Linked DNA regions of Mus musculus: region 2 is linked to region 1. A link is a contact called in public HiChIP or PLAC-seq data. All regions are on one chromosome and are shown on one strand. The core of a region is the stretch at or near the end of the contact, and the rest is flanking DNA. Distances in the headings are between cores, read along the strand shown.

Region 1 (2,994 bases), core at 455-2,954:
AACAAAAACCCAACAATAATGAAATAAAGTTTCCCAGAAGAGAAGGAAATAAATCTCAAATTAAATGCGCCCACTAAGTGTCACACAGAATGGAGGAAAATGCCAAGCAATATCTCAACATTCAGAATGTCCAGGTAGTGGAGCGAGCGAATGGCTTCTAGAAAGAAAAAGCCAAGGCCTGTGGGAAGGAGTAAGAATGCAGGTGGCATCAGAGCTTCCAACAGAAGCACATGGTGCTGAAGAAAGAGGTGGTAGGGACCCAGCATTCTGAGTGAAAAGTACTTTTATCCCAGAATTTTACACTTGGCCAAATAAAGGCTAAGCGTGGGGAAAGGTATTTTCAGATATGTAAGAACTCAAAAGATTTTACCTCCCACGCACCTTTTCTTAGGACTATAGTAAAAGATATGATTCAGTGAAATGGAAGGCTAAGCCAAGACAAGAAACAAGGGCACTCTAAAAGTCTGAGGAGGAATCCGGAGGGTGCTGCTGATTACACGGCGTCCTGTGATGACACCTGAGCCCCAGGTGCAGAGAGGAGCCCATCCAACTTGGATCAGGATGACAGTCGGTCCAGGAGGCCTCCAGTAGTGGGTGTGCATGGGGCGGGGTGGTGATAGATTACCAGATGATACAAGGGGCCATTCAGGAAAAACTGTCCTCGACAGTTAAGGCATACACATGGGAAATATTCGCAACAGCTACTTCTGAGTTAAGCAAAAGAAAAGCCGATAGTTAGCTCAGGAGACAAGGTAGTTGATAGTAGTTGGAGGGGATGTAATTAAAGAGCACCACTGTTCAGTAGTGGCCATGTTATGTGCAGAGTGAAGACAACATAAGCATTGAGTTTGTTTAATTAAATGTGTACTACACTTCTATGGGAATATATGGAAGGGGGAACTAAAACTCCAGGTATCGAATAGGCATCAATAGATGGTATCTATGTCGGTCCCCTGTCTTGTTACTATGGTGGAAGGCCTGCTGAAAGCCAGGTGGAAGGGTTTATTATGGCTCTCAGTTTAAAGTACAGTCTGTCATGGTAGGGAAATCATGGGAGCAGGAGCCTGAGGTGCTGGTCTTGTTACATCAGCTATCAGGAAGCAGAGAGGAATGAATGCAGTGCCCGGGTCCACTTCTGGACCGCAGTCACGGATGGCTCTGTTCACAGTTAATGGAGAGGTTTGTCTTCTAGGTGAGTCTATACCCGGTCAGGCTGAGAGCTGCCATCAGCATCATTCTGACCCTCTGATGACTTTTGGGAATTTTAGAAACAAATCAGTGCGGATGGGTAGCTGCTCAGAACTCTCCCGACATCTGGGGGTGTCGGTCAGAGCAGGGCTGGGTAGCTGAGCACGGAAGACTATGGGAACAGTCGATAGCACGAGCCCTGCCCTCCTAGGCTCCCACCAACAGCTCCAAGCTCAGTTTGTGCTCAGGTGACCCTGAAAAGGGCCCTGGAGTGTGAGTGACAGCTTCATGGGATAGAGCGCTGCATCCTGTGGGGAAGGCAGGGAGAAAGGAAAGGGGGTCTTAGGGGGAGGGGACAGTGCAGGAGGGCAGAGGCACAACAGATGAGGCTAAATTAATTTTGGAAACCATTAAATCTTTGAAAAGAGAGCGTGTTTTCGGCAGGGACAGTGAATCACTGTGATTTGCAGAAACAGGCACGAGGCAATTAGCCATCTGGATGCTGCGGCTTCCAGCCTCCCAGCGGAAACTTCAAGCAAGCGGAAGGCTGGTCATTACACAGCCCAGGCCCAGCACTCCATCATCTACAGATAACTTTCTGCTTCCAGCCGCTAGAAGTCCAAAGGCTTGGGATAAAGGGCAACTTGGCATGAGACGCAGAAAATGTGCAGGAAAGGCTACAAAAGCCGCAGGGAGTCCCACTGCTTCCCTCTTCCTGTGTGTACCCCTCAGACTTCGTTATGAACAAGTGTACAGTTCACTCAACTGAGAAGCACTTAATACTCGCCTACCACTCTCCTCCAGGGTCTCTGATCGTCCGCACGTTGTGTCATTAGTCCTCGTGACATACATTTAAGGTATTCCACCCACGACACATCCTAAGAGTTCTGCACTCACCAATCTTGCTTAAGCAAGAATATTATCTTATTATTTTATGGTTATTTATTTATTCTGAGACAGTCTGACTTTGTAGCCCAGGCTGAGGTGATTCTCTGCTTCAGCTCCTCATGTGCTGGGATTTTAGGTGTGAGCCAGCACACCTCTGATTTGTTTTCATCAATGAGGAAATAAAAACAAAGGAAAGGTGACGTTGAACCAGAGGTGTAGCTCAGTTGGCAGAGTGCTCGCCTAGCATGCAGTGTCCCGGGTTTGAGCTCCAGTGCTGCATCAACAGGGTGTGATAGTGCATACCTGCGATCCTCACACCCTGGAAGTAGAGACAGGAAGGAGGATGAAAAGTCTAACATCATTCTCAGCCACAAAGGCAGCCCAAGCCTGGACTACAGAAACCCTGCCTCAAAAATCAACAAAAGATGAAGTAAAGTTGTTCAAGTTTTGAGGCAATTGTGCAATTCCGTGCCTCCCCTGTATGAGCACCCGTGAACTGTGTGGCTCACAAGGCTGGAGAACCACAGGCTACATGAAGATAAGAGTTTCTATAAACTGTAAAGAGAGGTTGGAGCTTAGGGGCTAAGAGCACTGGCTGCTCTTCTAGAGGACCTGGGTTCGATTTCCAGCACCCACAGGAGGACCAACTACCATCTCTAACTCCAAATCAGGGGATCTGCCGCCCTCTCCTGGCCTCCACGAGCACTGCATGTAGGCAAAACATCCACAGAAATTAAATAAAAGGGCTGGCGAGATGGCTCAGTTGTTAAGAGTGCCGACTGCTCTTCCAAAGGTCCTGAGTTCAAATCCCAGCAACCACATGGTGGCTCACAACCATCCGTAACGAAATCTGATGCCCTCTTCTGGAATATATAACTCCTTTCTTGTATTTTTGAGATTATAATACACCTCTTACTC
Region 2 (2,704 bases), core at 20-2,519, 720 kb before region 1:
TCCCAGATGCTGGGATTAAAAGCGTGTACCACCGCTGCCCAGCTTCCCAGAAGTTTTTATTGTCCCCCTTTTACAGGTGAGCAATCTGAAGATGGCACACTCTGTGATCCTAGTTATGTTGGTGGCTAAGGAAGAGGATCATGAGTTTGAAGCCAGTCTAGACAGCTGGGCAAGACACTATCTGAACATAAAAAGCAAAGGGGCTTGGGGGCTGCCTGTCTAGGGTGCATAAAACCTTGGGTTCTATCCCCAATATTAAAAAACTGGGTGTGGTGGTCTCTGCTTGTAATCCTAGGGCTCTAGTTGGTAGAGGCAGGAGGATCAGAAGTGTAGGCATAGCAGTCATTCTCAGCTCAAGGACCAGTTTGAAGCCAGCCTGGGATATACAAGATCCTCCCTTTAAAAAAAAAGACAAAGGCAAAAAGGGCTGGGCATAGTTCAGTGATAGCAGACTTCCCTAGCACATGCAAGGTCCTGAATTTACGGAGGACATCAGGGAGAAGAGATGACCAAGTTTCAGTGGTTAAGTAACTACCTCAAGGTCACACAGCCATATTGACTTGACACTGGTGGGAGCTGGGACTTGACTAAGAAGTCACTGAGTTAAACGGCTCTGTCAGTCTGCAACTCCACTCTGGTTTGTCCAGATCTGGCAAATCTGGACTTCCACCCTGGGTATAAGGTGATAATAGCCCGGGTGGCTCTGTGTAGAGGGACAGAAAGGCGGAGGGGCAGAGAGGGCAGTCTCAAAACAAGGAAGCTCTTGATCTTATCAACACAGACATTCTCATCTTCAAATGCACTTGGCAAGAAACTTCTCCAAACAGGTTTTAGTGGCCTTCAAATCTCTGCAGTGACCAGTAACAGGAGGCTTTGGAGAGGGGCGGTGGGGGGGGGGGGAATCTATTCTGAAGTGGAATGTATATACCAAACTCTCCATGTGCTCCAGTGCCTGGAGAAAGCGGGATCTAGTAGATGAGTCAGCGTTGCAAATTAGCATGCCTGACACCAGCCCTGGCAGGCAGTGTGTGTGTCTGCTCACAGTATCCTGAGCCTTCTCTAGGGAATCTATGCAGTCTGCCCTACTCCTCTAGGGAAGATCTGGCATAGTTCTCCAGGGATCAGCCAGTATACCTCCTTAATTTCCAAGAACAAGACTGGCCCTTGTGAATGACTCATACAGCTCACCTGCAAACAGCCCCTGAGCCCCTGTGCTGTGGTGGCAGTGACTCAGTGCTCACAGGCTGTGGAGGATAATCACCACACTCAGCTGACTAATGGCCATGTGGTGTGTGTGCCCAGGAACATGATGAGGGCTAGAGGGCAGGGGAGGAAGGCTAGCACAGCCACCATGACCAGTTAGAAAAGCATCCTCCTTCCAAGGGTTACAGACTTGTCTGGTGCTAGAGATGAACCCCATCTTCTGTTGGGTCTGGAGGCTGAGAGTTGACGGCACCAGCTTCCTAGGAGCACCCTTCTGAGAACCAGACTGTTCTGTTCTCTGAGAGAAGATTCACCCCTGGATCTCGCTAATTCTGATCTCACATCTTTCTCTTCTACAGAGTAACAGTAGCCCTGGGTTTGTGTTTATCCCACCTGGAGCACACACATGCCATTCAGAAACACTGTCTGTCCTGGGGACCAGCCTCTGGGAGATGGTCACTCTGCTCTAGATGCTGTGGGCTGAGGGATCCTATTCTTAATACCCTCTCTCTCTTCCTTGATGAAGGGGCCATGTGGCTGACTCGGCAGCAGGCAGAGACTCCTTATGTGCGCTCTCAGAGAGACTGCTGAGGTCTATAGCAATGTTTACAGAAGATAACCTGAGCTGTATGTCCCCCAGGGAGGCCTTTTCAGGTTAAAATATGGGGTAGTTCTAACCATCCTTATACTCTACCCTGGGGGTTCCTAAAAGAATCCACCAAGGTCCACAGTCCTTTCAGGAACATGGGTGAAGTTGCCACCAGACCTGAGGATGTTCCGTGGGCATGAGACTGTAGGTTCATTGAATAGTTCTCTCAAGGGGGTGATCTCCATCACCATTGCCATGTTCACAAAGGCCCGTGGAACCTGCCGAAACAGAATCAGTCACCAAGATAATATGGTAAGATGGCATTGGCTTCTTGCTTCCCACATGGGGGCTAGAGCTCAGAGTTTGTGACTTCCTCCTGGCCCCACCCACTTCCTTCCTCTCTTATTTCTGCTCTCCGAGGATGCTAGAGCATACATGCAGGTGTCTGTCAAGTAGCTCTCAGAACTGCTGGGAGGCCTCCGGGGTCACAGACAACAGCTCTGATGGAGCAACTCAGAGGCCTGTGTGGTCTAACCTCCGTACCTCTGCATGGAGGATGTCCAGGGCGTTCTTGATGTTGTCTATGAAGTTTTGGGGAGAAAAGCGAGTCTGTGGGCAGAGGAAGAATCTCATGAGCCCCGTGCATCCCCCATCTCCTCCCTATGAGCAGGACTGCTTCCTGGCTTGGCTTCTCCTCTTTCTATATTTTAATCAGAGTTGGCAATAGTGAATCTTTGGGGGTGGGGGTCCTAGCTACAATGCTTGCATTCATCATGACCCTCAGGAAAGAGTCTTTCCTTTTGCCTAGAGCCGGGGGGGGGGGGGGGACAATGACGACTCTGAATTGATTTAGTATTGATAGCCTTAGATATCCCGTATAGCTCCTCTGAAACGGGGCTACTAAAGCGGATG

What was found. HiChIP or PLAC-seq counts read pairs in DNA pulled down with a chosen protein or histone mark.
Region 2: an H3K27ac HiChIP or PLAC-seq map of VIP interneurons shows a contact between it and region 1, with 15 times the contacts expected there. The contact joins two enhancer-like sites. A contact is called at or near these places in 10 of 39 promoter capture datasets (3T3-L1-derived adipocytes, the C10 cell line, the HPC-7 cell line and 6 more), 1 of 15 datasets of contacts at CTCF or cohesin (embryonic stem cells), 11 of 484 Hi-C or Micro-C datasets (DN3 thymocytes, the N1E-115 cell line, cardiomyocytes and 4 more), 11 of 115 datasets of contacts at active chromatin or transcription factors (T-cell acute lymphoblastic leukemia, VIP interneurons, acute myeloid leukemia and 6 more) and 1 of 9 other capture datasets (embryonic stem cells).

Annotation. Positions count from the first base shown.
Region 1 is chr5:31,588,636-31,591,629 of GRCm38.p6, reverse strand. No RefSeq gene overlaps it. Among named protein-coding and RNA genes, the nearest start is that of Gm38424, 6.8 kb to the left of the region's middle. Within about 2 kb of position 1,704, at least 21 of the 459 cell types and tissues checked have an H3K27ac peak or open chromatin away from gene starts, as enhancers often do. A contact at or near this core is called in the N1E-115 cell line and VIP interneurons, where this site is marked.
Region 2 is chr5:32,313,361-32,316,064 of GRCm38.p6, reverse strand. Plb1 (phospholipase B1) reads right to left here. Exons shown (of 59, transcript NM_001081407.1): 25 at 2,336-2,401; 26 at 1,970-2,070. Among named protein-coding and RNA genes, the nearest start is that of Gm36840, 40 kb to the left of the region's middle. Within about 2 kb of position 1,269, at least 101 of the 459 cell types and tissues checked have an H3K27ac peak or open chromatin away from gene starts, as enhancers often do. A contact at or near this core is called in the N1E-115 cell line and VIP interneurons, where this site is marked.